3 separate regions of the Sus scrofa genome follow, and all the other regions are linked to region 1. A link is a contact called in public Hi-C and promoter capture Hi-C data. All regions are on one chromosome and are shown on one strand. The core of a region is the stretch at or near the end of the contact, and the rest is flanking DNA. Distances in the headings are between cores, read along the strand shown.

The links. Promoter capture Hi-C pulls out the DNA fragments that hold promoters and counts their contacts. Hi-C and Micro-C count contacts between places; a contact is called where the count stands out from the background.
Region 2: a promoter capture Hi-C map of fetal liver shows a contact between it and region 1, with 2.6 times the contacts expected there. The contact joins the enhancer-like site here to the promoter of GSTA4 in region 1. A contact is called at or near these places in 2 of 5 promoter capture datasets (fetal liver and liver) and 11 of 47 Hi-C or Micro-C datasets (alveolar macrophages, brain, embryonic fibroblasts and 4 more).
Region 3: a Hi-C map of liver shows a contact between it and region 1, with 2.7 times the contacts expected there. The contact joins the promoter of LOC100526118 here to the promoter of GSTA4 in region 1. A contact is called at or near these places in 1 of 5 promoter capture datasets (liver) and 10 of 47 Hi-C or Micro-C datasets (embryonic fibroblasts, fetal liver, liver and 4 more).

What each region holds. Positions count from the first base shown.
Region 1 is chr7:46,654,205-46,659,163 of Sscrofa11.1, forward strand. It overlaps GSTA4 (glutathione S-transferase alpha 4), which reads right to left and starts at 2,287. Exons shown (of 7, transcript NM_001243379.1): 1 at 2,194-2,287; 2 at 1,122-1,226. The coding sequence starts at 1,211. It overlaps ICK (serine/threonine-protein kinase ICK), which reads right to left. Exons shown (of 16, transcript XM_021098828.1): 16 at 4,467-4,959.
Region 2 is chr7:46,532,270-46,537,228 of Sscrofa11.1, forward strand. No RefSeq gene overlaps it. Among named protein-coding and RNA genes, the nearest start is that of GSTA1, 16 kb to the right of the region's middle. Within about 2 kb of position 2,887, at least 2 of the 83 cell types and tissues checked have an H3K27ac peak or open chromatin away from gene starts, as enhancers often do. A contact at or near this core is called in fetal liver, where this site is marked.
Region 3 is chr7:46,585,417-46,590,375 of Sscrofa11.1, forward strand. It overlaps LOC100526118 (glutathione S-transferase A1-like), which reads right to left and starts at 2,723. Exons shown (of 7, transcript XM_003128792.4): 1 at 2,645-2,723.

The DNA of each region.
Region 1 (4,959 bases), core at 1,037-3,536:
TTTTTTTTAATGCAGAGGAAATGTTACAGAGTGTTAGAATATTGAAACAAAGGTTTTCAAATGCACTGTGTGGATCTGATTTAGATCTAGACTGAAACAAGGCCTCTTTGAAACAATCAGACTGAGTATTAGAAGATAACATGGAGTTGTTGTTAATTGTGTTGGGTGTGATCATGGTTGTAGTTATGTTTTAAAATGCTCATCATTTAGAGATCAAAGCTGGAGTCTCACAGATGAAGTATATGATGTTTGGATTTTACTTTAAAATACTCCCAGCAAAGCAAGTGGAGGAGAGGAAACAGATGAAACAAGATGAGCATAAAGCTGATGGCTGTTGAAGCTGGGTGACAGGTACAAGGAACTCCTGGTAATGTTCTCTCTACCTGTGTGTATCTGAAAGTTTCCATAAATAAGGAGCTACAGGAACAGAATAAAAACAAGACCCAAAACACTGTGGGCCAAAGCATACAAGTATGCAGACAAGACAGGAAGGCTGTCAGTTTGAAGCCACAGAAGCACACAGGAAATTAAGATTTTTTTTTTTTTTTTTTTTTTTGTCTTTTTGCCATTTCTTTGGCCGCTCTGGCGGCATATGGAGGTTCCCAGGGTAGGGGTTGAATTGGAGCCGTAGCCACCGGCCTACGCCAGAGCCACAGCAATGCGGGATCTAAGCTGCATCTGCGACCTACACCACAGCTCATGGCAACACCGGATCCTTAACCCGCTGAGCGGGGCCAGGGATAGAACCCGAAACCTCATGGTTCTCGGTCAGATTCATTAACCACTGAGCCACAACGGGAACTCTTCACTCAGATATTCTATATTCACAAAATTCTGGGTATAATTGGCAAATTGCAGCTTCATTCCTTTTCTCCTCATTAATAAATATTTATTGGTGGTAGATCAGAAGCCTATGATTAAGAAAAAGCTAAAAGTAAAATAGAATTCCATCAACTCCATTCTTAATAGAGAAATCCTTTTATGGAAGGGCTCTTCCGATTCGTTGAACCATGTCTGTAGTATTAGAGGGAGAAGACAGGGCTCCCCATTGACATTTCCCTCGAAAGTCCCAACGTTGTAGGACAAATTTGTGCAGAAACAGCAATTGGTAGGGAAGGTACCTCGACTCCTGCGGCAGCTAAAACCCATCTCACGGATTCCATCCGGCCTCGTCCATTGGGATAGTGGAGCTTGGGCTTCGTAGCCATCATGGCTTTTCAGCTTTTCTGAAAAACAAACCCAGCAGCTCCTCGCAAAAGAACTGCCTCAATTTCGTGTCCTCATCCCAGTCCTCAGACGCTAAATGAATATTCAAGATTTGGGCACAAGAAATTGTTTTTTTGGATTTCTGTGGTTTGGAAGGGAAGGGGTTTTATTTATATCCCCCCCCCCCACCACCACTGCGTTTTCCCTCACTCAACAATAACATACCACCATTTTAAAACCTTAAATAAGCCCACACACTTGGCTTTCATATCATTTCTATTTATGATTTCACACTCTGGATCGTGGGAAGCTGAGGCCAGTTGCTGGAAAGACATCTGTACTAGCAACACGGGACTTCGCAGATTAGGAACATCATATACTTTGACCTTGAAAATCTGAGATTTCACAAATTCGGCCCGGACAGGCCAGACCCCAGGCCGCGGAGAAGAAACATACCCATGGAACAGCTGCAAGAATTCGCGTCCACACGCATTCAGATTTGAGCCTCACAGCAACAGGGAGGTGGATGGACCAAAGATTACTATTGTTTGCACGGCCTGCGTCTGCGGGCAAAGCGGCCCTAGGTCGCGCAAGCCCCGCCTGCTCCCGGCGAGGACACGAGCCCCCAGCCCCCGCTGCGACCAAACCACCGCTGGGCCGCGGAGCCAGGCCCCAGCACTTCGCGTGGCTGCTCAGCCCGCGTGGCCTGGCTCGGGGACCATCCGAGCCTGCCTCCCCTTACAGGGCTGCGAACTCCACAGAGAGTGTTAAAAATCATTCCACATCGAGCCGAGCAAGACCCCCACCCCGGCCCGGGGGCCCCACCGACCCGGATGGTGCGGGGGCGCAAAGGACCTAGGAGAGAAAGACGAGAGAAGGATGGGCGCAGGGTACTTAGGGTATGGAGGGAGAGTCAGAGGCTCAGAGCCAGGAGAAAAACAGTTAAGAGGGGAAAGGGCAGGTGGGGGCAGCAAGAGAAAGACAGACCTGGGTCCACTCCGAGCGCCCGGAACCGAACAAAACGCCCCCGCTAGCTGTCTGCAGCTGGGGAACCCGCGGGCTGCCGGAGATGCTCGAGGTGGGCGAGGCTCCGGAGGATTTCGCCAATAGAGACGGCAGTATTTAGCATGCTCCACCCATTCTGCAAGGCATGCTGGATAATACAAAAGTAACCCCAATTCACGTCATTTAAACCCAAATTTTAGCGATCTGAGGGATTAATTGACCTTTTAAGTGTTAGTTAGATTTAGTTTGAAAGGCATGTTAGCGATTTAGTGCAATAAATAACTCGGCCTATGCAGAAAGACACAAATTTCCTCAGGTTTATATACCGCGCGGCCTTCCTCAGGCCTCGGATGTGAGGGCGATCTGGCTGCGACATCTGTCACCCCATTGATCGCCAGGGTTGATTCGGCTGATCTGGCTGGCTAGGCGGGTGTCCCCTTCCTCCCTCACCGCTCCATGTGCGTCCCTCCCGAAGCTGCGCGCTCGGTCGAAGAGGACGACCATCCCCGATAGAGGAGGACCGTTCTTCGGTCAAGGGTATACGAGTAGCTGCGCTCCCCTGCTAGAACCTCCAAACAAGCTCTCAAGGTCCATTTGTAGGAGAACGTAGGGTAGTCAAGCTTCCAAGACTCCAGACACATCCAAATGAGGCGCTGCATGTGGCAGTCTGCCTTTCTTTTGACATTATTCCTTTCTTTTACTTATTCTTTTGACATTATTCTTTTCTTTTTCTTACACACTGCAAGAGCAGGTATCTTGACTAAATTTTCAAAAGGCATTAAGTACACGTATTAAACGTAGAACTTAATTTCTCTCATTTTGTGTATTGCTTTCTCCTTCCCCTCCTTTATTCCTTGACACGGTGAATAGAGATGTTTCTTCATTTTGCATGCGAGCCAGAAAAGTCACTTTCGAATACAAATAATATATATATTCAATTTCGTCTTCCTCATTCTGATCTAACACAGTTTAACATGGAGAGGGAGCCATATCTAAACCTGCTCAAGGTGATCATTCCTTACTAATTTTTTCCACTCTCATTGAACTAAGTAGAACAAACATTATTATTCACCTTTGCTGATAAGCCATTTATCTCCATTTCCTTATTTCTAGTTGCTTGAGCCATATCATATTGCTATTTTACTATTTTTCCCCTAACGTACAGAATCGCTCACTTCACACGTCCAGACTAATAAATTAGGGATCACATCCTAGCAATCTTGTTTACCTGAAAGAAAACCTAAAGGAGTGTCATAAGACTCTGTCTTTACACAGGCTTGTGGAGATATAAAAAGTCCTGTTATAATAATTCTGCCATTCTATGGCAGGTATCCTAATGTCATCGTGTTCCTTGGAAGCCTTGAAATCATTCTATTCTTGGAGACTCTCAGTTGCTCTCAACCTGGGACAGTCCCACTCAAGACGTCTTTCTATCTACCTGATATATATGTTCAGAGGCCCCGGGCACTTGTCTCGGCCTTTGACCCTTCCCCACCCACTCAGTAGTAAATCGAATCGCCTGGACAAAAATCAAGACCTTTAGATCACAGTTTAAGAGGTGCTTTTATAAGTAAATACTCCGGGAAGATGGAAGCAACAGCCACAGCTAGGATTGAATGTATTGGACCCTATTCGAACAGCAGGTTTTGGTGGCTGAGAGCTTGACTCTGTGGGGCATCTGATCAGATGGTAGTGGGGGAACATATGCCAAAATCTTAGGGCAAAGGGAATAATTATATAGTCGGGGGTGGGGGCAGTGAAGGTGTTCTAACCAGGAAGGGCAAATCTACAGATTCACTAACAAAGATTCATCTGTAAATCATGTTCCTCAAAATTCTTTCAAGGAGTCTAAGAATGTTTGGGAAATCAGTTTCCTGTGGAATCTTGAATAGAATTCATGAAGTTATGAGCTTCTTTTGAAGCATTGTTTTGTACATGCGTTTACTATGAAAGCTAGAAAAATACAAGTGAGATATTAATCATAATGAAATCAAAAAGATTGTTTTCATCTGCTTTTTTAAAAACATTTTTTATATTAATTTTTTTTATTATCTATTTTGCTTAAAGCTAATTTTAAAAGGCCTCTGCATTGCAAGATAACCCTTCCTACTGCTTGTCTACGTATATGCTTCCAATTTCCCGGCAGTAACACTATATTGAGCGTTAAGAAGTTTTAAATCATCCAAATTCCAAATTAGGACATAGCAATGTTATCATTTGATAGAACGTAAAAACAAAAACAGATCACACATCAATTTTTCTTAAACTGTAACTTTATTTGGAGCAGAATCTTCCTTATGCAATATTTTTAAACACCTTAGGGCAAACTTTTCAAAGGAACATTTTAAGTCAGAAGGGACTTAAGTGATTTTCTGTCCTATTTTCTCATCATTATGAATATTTGCTTTATAAATAAAATATTAGCTACTCCTTTGTGATCAAATCAGAACTAAATTGTCATCAGTACTGCAATATCCGAGATCAGAAGACTGTTCAGATCATTTTAAATTCACATTAGCACAGTGTCCAGAAGAAACCGATAATACAGATTAATGTGGTATTTGCCCCCAGTTTGTCTTCTATTGGTTTCCATAATAAGGTCCTCACAATAAATTATATAAAATACAGTACTTTGGTTGGAAATTGTAAAAATAATTCCAAAAGTTAACCACATATATTAAACAAACAAGTTGCTACAGTATGCTTTAAATGATATAAAATAATTAGTATGTCAAACATTTTCTTACA
Region 2 (4,959 bases), core at 1,637-4,136, 120 kb before region 1:
AAAAAATAAAGCAGATCTCTCCCCTCACCTTACCACCCAGTTAGTCTCTATATGGTCTCTTATAGTCTCTGTTTAATTTTCTTTATATGTTTATCACAGAAAACAACTGTGATATATGTTTATTTGTGTGTTTGTGGCCTATCTCCTTCCACTAAAATGTAGCAAATGTAACTTCCTTGAGGTCAAAGTCCTTTGGCCATCTTGTTGTTGTTGTACCAGGGTGACATTTCATATGAGGACTTAAAAAATGTCTCCTGAATAAATCGATAAGTGAGAAAGGCTTTGGTCTGTGATTCAGGGAACCTGGCCTCTAGGCTGATGTTATTATTGACCCTACATGTGATCCTGGACACATCCCAACCTCTCTGGTCCCCCATTAGTCATCTAAAATAGAGAAGATTTGATGTATGGAGGTTATGATGGTTGCTAAGATTTTTGTTTTTGTTTTTGTTTTTTGGCTGACGGGCAACATGAGGAAGTTCAGGGGCTAGGGATCAAACGCCCGCCGCAGCAGTGACAATGCTGGAGCCTTAACCGGCTACGCCACCAGGGAACTCCATGGTTCCTAAGTTTTCATGTTGGATTCCTCCTTCCTCATTTTCACACAGCAATACTGGAGCAACGCATGTGAAGGGCAACCTCAGAAAAAGTCTGGCCAGATCTTGAGGCAAAACAGCAGGGTCAGGATGGTGAAATAACAGAATTTCAATCAGCTCTAGCAATCCTTATGTCAGGGGCATGGTGCCTGGCTTCCACCTTCAATGCCTAATAGCCACCTCCCTACTGTGCAGGAGATGCTTCTCCAGGACTATGGACCACATATTCCCCAGTGTGGGGATGAGGAAACTAGAACCTGAGGACACAGGAACAGAATGAACAGAACAGAAAGAAACATCATATCTAGAGGGACGCCTTACTGGACTGTCCAGTGTTTGCTGAGTTCATCAGGGAAGGCATCAGGACAAAGAGATGCTGACAGACTGGCAGAGAGGGTGGGGCAGGGATCAAGATCAGAAGTAAATGAGTGTAGAGAGTGTGGGGTCAGGGTCCTGACACTCTTGGGGTTTATCCGGTTTGTCCTGCCAGGTGCTGCCTTTGCTGCCCAAGGTCAGTCTCTGGAGCTGAGCACTAGATGGCGCCCGTTCATTCCCTGGGGACCAAGGACTTGGTGCTGTCGGTGCTCTGTAGCTGTGGTACTCACCTCCGCTGGCCATTCTTGGCTGACTTCCCACAATGACAAATGTAACGGAGCCCAACCTACTTAGTTTTCCTTTCTTTCCTGGGCTGCAGATGAAGTCTCCAGTCCCACTCATCTGCCTTTTTTAGGAGCAAACCTTCTCAAAAGGACTATCGGTAGCGGCTGTCTCTACATCTTCCTTTCCACGAGAACCCACCCCACTGGCTCTCCGAAGGCCAGCAGTGGCCTCATGTCACCTAATTCTGCGTTCACTCTTCAGTTTCTTGGCTTTGGGATGCCACACTTCCTGGCTCTCCCCTGCTTCACAGATGCTTCTTTATCAGACTTCTTGGCTGGCTCCCTCCCTTGTCCCTCATCCTAGATGCTCTCCTCAAGCTACCACTGTCATCGGAAGCTAGGTCATAAAAGATATTGCTGTTTCCGTCCTGCTCTCTCCCGGTCTGCTTGCTCGGGGGAAAATTAACAGATCTGTCATGAGGACACTCAGGCAGCCCTGTGAGGAAGCAAACAAGAATGGAGGCCTCTGCCATGTGAGTGCCCCATCTTGGCATTGGATCCTCATCCCTGGTCAAATTTTCAGATGAATGCAACCCCTGCTGAGGGCTTGACTGCAGCCTCCTGGGAGGTCCCGCCCCAGAACCACTCAGCTAAGTTGCTACCGATTCTCTGACCCTCAGAAATGGTCTCAAATCATAAATATTTGTTGCTGTATGTCACTGAACTGTGGGGTGATTTGTTACACGGCAGCTGATACACCCATGCCTGCTCTCTGACCTCGTCCTTTATATGTCCTCATCACACTCCCTCGGCACTTGCCTGCCCAAGGTGCCTGAAATAAAAAGTTGTTCCTGACCAAGGCCCTTGCCCTCCCTGGTCCCTCTGGTTCAGAGCCTGTTACCCTGGGTCTTCTCATGCTGGCACCACCCACCACACTTTCTTTTTCTTCATAACATTCATCATTAACCATAACTAACTTCATAACTACCTTTTTTTTTTTTTTGGCTGTGCCCATGGCATGAGGAAGTTTCCAGGCCAGGGATTGAACCTGCACCATAGCAAGGATGTGAGTCACAGCAGTGATCATTAACTGCTAGGCCACCAGGGAACTTCCATAACTAACTTTTAAAATGGGTTTATTTACCCATTGTCTGAGCAGGAAAATGCTCTTATAAGTACCATGGCATCCTCTGTGCCTAAAAAAATGCAGGGCCCAGGAGTTCCTGTCATGGCGCAGTGGTTAGTGAATCCAACTGGGAACCATGAGGTTGTGGGTTCGATCCCTGCCCTTGCTCAGTGGGTTAACGATCTGGCATTGCCGTGAGCTGTGGTGTAGGTTGCAGACGCGGCTCGGATCCCGAGTTGCTGTGGCTCCGATTAGACCCCTAGCCTGGGAACCTCCATATGCCGAGGTAGCGGCCCAAGAAATGGCAAAAAGTCCAAAAAAAAAAAAAAATGCAGGGCCCAAAATAAATGCAGGGCTCAGTAAACATTTATGGACTAAAACAATGAATAAAGTCCTTTACATATCATTTATTGGAACCATAATCCCTAAGAAGATTTTTATCAATTCCTGAGTCAGAGTCTAAATATTTTTTTTTCTCCTGGAAATCTGGCCTGTGGACTTAGAATGTCACAACTATGTCGAAAGTCTCAAAGGACATCATATTCAAACATAGCTGTTGTGTGCAAAGGAGAGCTGAACAAATGTTGTGGAGAGCAGGTAGGAGGCAAGATGGATCGGTCAACAGAGATTAATATTGTGCCGATACACAGCTGCCTTGTCTGAGCAGCGCTGGTTGGCAGAATGTTTCTGATACAGATTTGTTCTTCAAGAAGAGTTTGGAAAATTGGCAAGTTGCTCTATATGCTAGCTCAAATCCTGACCCAATCCTTCCAGGACAGTTGGAGAAATCTACTTACGTATATATGTATGTATGTATGTGTATGTGTGTGTGTGTATGTATATGTAAAATCTCTCCATGAAAATGGTGGATGGTGTAGGGATCAACTCCACTGAAAATTACTTTGTAACAAATATCTTTATGTGTTTGTGTCACGGATTCCCCAGGAGTGGTATTCAAAATATTTAACATTTGGTATAGTAAATATAAATTAATATATAAATCAGTTTACATGCCAAAAATTAAAAAATAAATTTCCCTTTGTTTTCTAACTAAACCATGGAGAGCATAAAAATGGATAAAGTTACAGTGCAGACCAGTCACAAATCGTTGTGATAATTCCCATCATCTGTGACCTTTTTATACTGTTTAAATATTCTGGACTGTTTGAGCTAGCAGGGGATGCCTTGCTCTAGAAAGGTCATCAGCTCCTGTCCAAGTGGCCCTTTCCTGCACCCATGCATTCCTAGGTCCTCTACTGCTTTCTGCCTTTGTCCTATGGGGGGGGGGGCAGGTGTGCCGGTCAGGCAAAGGCCCCAGATGCATCAACTTCTCTTGCAGTATCTTAATCCCACCCCCAGCTTTGTAAATGGGCATTTCATTAAACTCTCCCCAGCCACCCTTACTTAAAAAAACTGAAGTATAGTTAATTTATAATGTGTTAATTTCTGCTGTACAGCAAAGCAACTCAGTTATGCATATATACACACATTCCTTTTTCATATTCCTTTCCATTATGGTTATCACAGGATATTGAATACAATTCCCTGTGCTATAAGATAGGACCTTGTTGTTTATCCATCTTATACATAATAATTTGCATCTGATAACCCCAAACTTCAGATGCACCACTCCCCCCTTCCCAGGCACCCTTTTTGGGTTAAGCTGATATTATTCTTTCTGTATTCACAGCACCAGCCACATTGAGTCAGTCCAATGAAGTTCACTTCAGGCTAATAAAAAGGGATGATAAAATATGTAGTATGACCTGGAGAAGGCCAGGTGTGAGGAGGTGGAGAACCTCTGTTTAGAGCAAGGGTATAAGAATGTATTGCTGGAGGGATGGAAAACAAAGGCCTCTCCTCCTTGCAAGGACTTGTTGAGGAGTCAGAGGTAGAGAGAGAGCAGGCAAGTGTGCAGAGGGCCTGGAAGGCTCCCGGAAGGAAAGCTCTGCACAACTTGGGCTGAGCTGGCCTAACAATGAAGGACAGAAAAGTTCCGTGCCTCTGTCTGCTGCCCCCGCTCAACAGTGGGAAGTTTACCCTGTGAAAATGGGCAGTCAGGACTAAGGCCCTGGGCTCAACCCCATGGATCCCAGATTTCCCCCGGTGGGGCGAGAGGATGGGGGGGGAGGGCGGGGGGATGGTGGAGGGGAAGCCAGGAGAAACCGGCTGAGTAGGTGGCTGAGGCTAGAAATCACTGTCCCAGACCCTCCTGAACAGTGACTCCAGGGGGAAATGACTCTGTATCTCCATCTATCACTGGAGGTCCCAAGCCTGGGTGACAGCCTTCCCTTCCTTCCCTCTGCAGTGGTGGAGCCCAAGGACTGATGGCCAGTGTGGAGCCAACTTCCTCGATTCAGGAAGTCTGTGGGACCACAGGACTCCAGAGGGCGAAGAGGGCAGCAAAAACGGGTGTCCCAGCAGAGGACTGACTGATGGGACTTTCTATGGGTCCCAGGACTGCCTGACTTCTTGAACCGATAAGCCCCAAATTTAACGTGGGAAACAGACTGGGTGGGGAGTGTGGTCTTGCTATTCTGAGATGCAAGCCTGAGTACTTGAGTATTTAAAGACGTGATTGGTAAGTTCCCGCTGTGGCGCAGCAGAAACGAATCGGACTAGGAACCATGGGGTTGCG
Region 3 (4,959 bases), core at 1,473-3,972, 68 kb before region 1:
GGCTGTCTTAAGCAATTACTAACTTATAGTGGTCTTCCAAATTTCCCTAGATTTTCTTCTCTATCTATGGTCCTCTATTGGGACTCCTACAACTACCTGTGTAACTATCCTATCCCATCCCTATCATCTGGACAAAACTATAATTCAAAAAGATACATGCACACATATATTCCTTACTATTTCAGTATCCTCTCCCATACCACCACCGCCCCCCCCTTTTTGTTTTTGGCCATTCTTAGGGCATGCGGAAGTTCCTGGGGCCAAGGACTGAACCCGTGCCACAGCAGTGACCCAAGCTGGATCCTTAACATGCTGCACCACAGGAGAACTCCCTCCCATGCGCCCATTTTAATTTTTTCCTATGACTTCTATCTTGCCCTGGAAGCTTTAACACCAGTGTGACTTTTCACAGGGTTGCTGAGATTCTGAGACTTCAGAATAAGACCTTTGTTTTAGGAGTTCCCATTGTGGCTCAGTGGTTAACGAGTCTGACTAAGAACCATGAGGTTGCGGGTTCGATCCCTGGCCTCGTTCAGTGGATTAAGGATCCAGCGTTGCTGTGAGCTGTGGTGTAGATTGCAGACGTGGCTTGGATTCCACCTTGTTGTGGCTCTGGTATGGGCTGGTGGCTACAGCTCTGATTAGACCCCTAGCCTGGGAATTCCATGAGCCACAGGAACGGCCCTAGAAAAAGCAAAAAGACAAAAGAAAAAAAAAAAAAAAGCCTTTGTTTTAGTCTTTGTAACTTGGCATTTCTTCCAGGGCACCACTGACTCTCATTACGTTGCTTCCTACTTGGTAACTTCACGTGCTGTCTAAAAACGAATTCTCTGTTCCCCTGATGTATCTAGCTCTCCCCTGAAGACTTCCTGAGTTACAGAGCTAGAAGTCAGCTAGCTCTACTCCAAGAGTTGAGGAATACACAGCGCCTCAGAGAGAGCTTGCAATTGACCAGCTAGCTAGTTACTGGTAAAGTCTGGATTAGATCCTAGGCCTGCTGACATTCAGACTAGTTTCTTTCTATTATATCTATTTTATTATTGAATTTTCACAGCCCACAGAGATTACTGTTTGCATGCCCCCCACTAAGCTATGAACTCCCAGAAAGCAGAGACCCCGTCATGGTCTTTAGTACAGGACACTGTTCAAAGTTCAGGACACCTTCCGTGTGACATGGAATGGTTAGATAGCCCAAGACCCACACATTCTTTCTTTCTTTTTTTTTTTTTTTTAAAGTATTTCCATCAGAGGGCTTACCATTTTGCAATATAACAGTATAGAATAATTAAATATAAACTGGGATCATGGTCATACATTAACCAAGACTGATGATAAAATCCAGCATCATGCCCTTTAAACAGAACTATCAGAAACAATAGAACTCTCCCATGTAGTGCAAATATAATGACTATGCAAAAAAAATTGGAACCGGGCTTTGGCAGGGTAGCTCAGGAGAATATTTAACTTGGCAGATAGAAGCAATTTGCAAATTCTTTGTTGGACTGGGAACCTGACAGCTCAAAAGAAGGCCGTTGTTTTCTTGAATTTGCCTAAGAAATAAATCCAGAAGCATTTACTATCTATCCTCAAAGCCCCATGCATTTAAATTCACTTTGCAATTTAATTTTGAGTCTCCTCTCTTTCTCTCTCTCTCTCTCTTTCTTTTTTTTTCTTTTTTCTTTTTTTTTTTTGGCTTTTTAGGGCTGCACCTGTAGCATGTGAAGGTTCCCAGGCTAGGGGTCAAATCAGAGCTACAGCTACCAGCCACAGCCACAGCCACAGCCACACAGGATCCAAGCCTTGTCTGCCACCTATACCGCAGCTCATGGCAAAGCCAGATCCTTAACCCACTGAGCAAGGCCAGGGACTGAACCCGAAACCTTATGGTTCCTAGTCAGATTCATTTCCTCTGCGCCATGACGGGAACTCCTTGAGTCTTTTCTTGGTAGGAAACACTGCCTGGGGTTTGGTCCCCAAAACCTTGAGTGTGGAGGAGGAGAACATGGACAGGAAGAGGAGGAAGGGAAGAAGAAGAGAAAGGAAAAAAGGGGAAAGCAGCATGCTACTTAGTGCTCAGTCCCAAAGTAACTCATCTGAACAACAAGCTCACATCTGTGATACCAGCTCTGGAGGTGGACATGCAGATTCTGACCCGTAGGCATTGATGACTGGTTACTGAATAGTAGATACCAGTTCAAGTGGCACGTCATCACTCAGATATAGTTTCTCATCATTGCTCATCGTTTGAGTTCCCCAAATGTACGACCCTGCCAAATTTAAGTCCAGTGTAAGTGTATGAACCACACTATGAATCACACTAACACACTATCTATGATAGAGAAAGCAATGCTGAAGGAGCTCACAGATCCCTCCCGGCACTGGCATGTTGGTTTTCTTTTCAGATAACACTCTTCGTTTTCCCATAGTATCAGATTCTCTGTCCTCATTTTCTAAAGTCTTGATGATTATTTTCCTCTAAAGACTTGTCCTTGAGGAACCAGTGAACAATAGTTAACAGTCTCCTGAGCACACCAAAAAGATACAATAAGACACAGTACCCACATAAACAACATATTTAAAAATATTTTCCTCTTGAAAGAGAGACATGAAAAAAATGGGTAACAATTCCGAGGTCACTACCAACCTAATTGAAGTCCAGCTGCCTCTCTGCTCAGCTCCTCAATGCCAGTCCTTATGTGTATGTTCGATGCTTTTATATTGCGGCAACCCTCTCCCTCCGGAGGGAGTGAGTCCAACAGGTTACAGCCTCCCACAACTTTCCAGGCACCGCAGGATTCCATTCTAGCCCACAAAGATATTGATAAATCAACAATATTTCATTTCATTTGATCCATAAATGCACTCACAGTGATTGCAGATTTATTTGGCTGCCCCAGATTTTTATAAACACCGCTTATGGAGGATTTCATAAAATTGGCTGCAAAGTTTATAGCAGGTGGAAAAATCTTGTAGGGAGAGGGGGAATGTCAGAAAGGAGGATATAGTAGAAAGAAGAGGGAGATAGCAATCTAAATTTGTAAAAAGGATTACATGATGAATATGGTTGCAGCCCCCATTCTATCCCCCATGAGAATCTGGCTAGGTTGTCCTCAATCTGGGTGCAAGGGCTCAGCTGCAGATCCTTCTCTTCTTGATTGCGCTTTGGCTTTTCTCTCTAGCCCCAGGGCCTTTGCACATACTGTTTCTTCTGCTTGGAACACTCTGGCCTCCATGCACCCAGCCATACTGTGCTTCCTCTACCATATCACTAGTTTTCTTTTTCTAATTGAAATATAGTTGATTTACAATGTGATACTAGTGATGTGATGTTTTTATAGATTATACTCCATTTAAAGTTATTGTCATATCACTCTTTCAACCTTTTATAATTAATATCTGCTCTCCCCCTGTTGACTGTGAGCTCCTTGAGGGCGAACTGTCAAGTGCTCATGGTTGACTACAGTGCCCAGCACAAGAGAGGGACTTCATAAACATATAGAATTTATCTTTTTCTAATGGAACATTTCTACCATAATGTAGGAAGAAGTATGCAAGGGGCCTTGACATATCATCACCTTTTTAAAAATTTTAGTTTAATTTTGTTTTGGTCATGCCTGCAGCAGGTGTAAATTCCTGGGCCAGGAATCAAACCCTTGCCACAACAATGACTCAAGTCACAGCAGTAACAATTCCAGATCCTTAATCTGCTAGGCCATCAGAAAACCCCTTTTTTTTCTTTTTTAACTTTGAATTTGGTTTAACAATTGTTAGCAATATTTGAATGCAATCCCAGACTTCATTTTATGTCATCAACACATATTTTAATATATATCTTTTAAACTTTGAGAAACTACATCATAGATTATATTCCATTTAAAATTATTACTACATTAATTTAAACTTAATTAAACATTAAGTTAACTACATTACAGAAAAACTGCAAAACCGGTACAGATTTTCCAAATACCCTTACCTTAGTCTCCTCTGATGTTAAAACTTACATAACTATAACAGGACAATCAAAACCAGGAATTCAATATCGATGTCATACTGTTAACTAAATTCCAGACAGTATTTGGGATTCACCAGCTTTTCAATCAATTTCCTCTTTTTTTTAGGGCCACATCTGTGGCATATAGAAGTTCCCAGGCTCGGGGTAAAATTGAAGCTGCAGCTGCCAGCCTACACCGCAGCCACAGCAACATCAGATCTGAGCCGCGTCTGCAAGCTACCTACACCACAGCTCACAACAAGGCCGGATTTCCCAACCCACTGAGCAAGACCAGGAATTAAACCCATGTCCTCATGGTTGCTAGTGGGGTTCATTACCACTGAGCCATGATGAGAACTCCCCAATATCCTTTTTCTAGTTCAGAGTCCCACACTGCTTAGTTGCCATGTTCTCCTATCTGTGACAGTTTCTCAGTCTTGCCCTGCCTTTCCTGATCTTGGCACATTTCTTAAAGAGTACTGATTGGTTATTTTGTAGAATGTCCCTTAATTTGGGTCTGCCTGTTATTTTCTCATGATTCGATTAAAGCTATACATATTTTTTGGAGAACAGCACAGGATTATGCTATTCCCTTCTCAGTTATCATTTCCAGACATAACATCGTATCTGAGATACAGTATGTCTTATTAATAGTAATGTAAGGGAGTTCCCATCATGGCGCAGTGGAAACAAATCCGACTAGGAACCATGAGGTTGCAGGTTCAATCCCTGGCCTTGCTCAGTGGGTTAAGGATCTGGTGTTACTGTGAGCTGTGGTGTAGGTTCCAGACGTGGCTCGGATCTGGTGTGGCTGTGGCTGTGACTATGGTATAGGCTGGTAGCTGTAGCTCCAATTCAGTCCCTAGCCTGGCAACTTCCATATGCCATGGGTGCGGCTCTTAAAAAGGCAAAAAAATAAAAATAATAATAATTTAAAAATAGTGATGTTCACCTTGATCACCTGATGA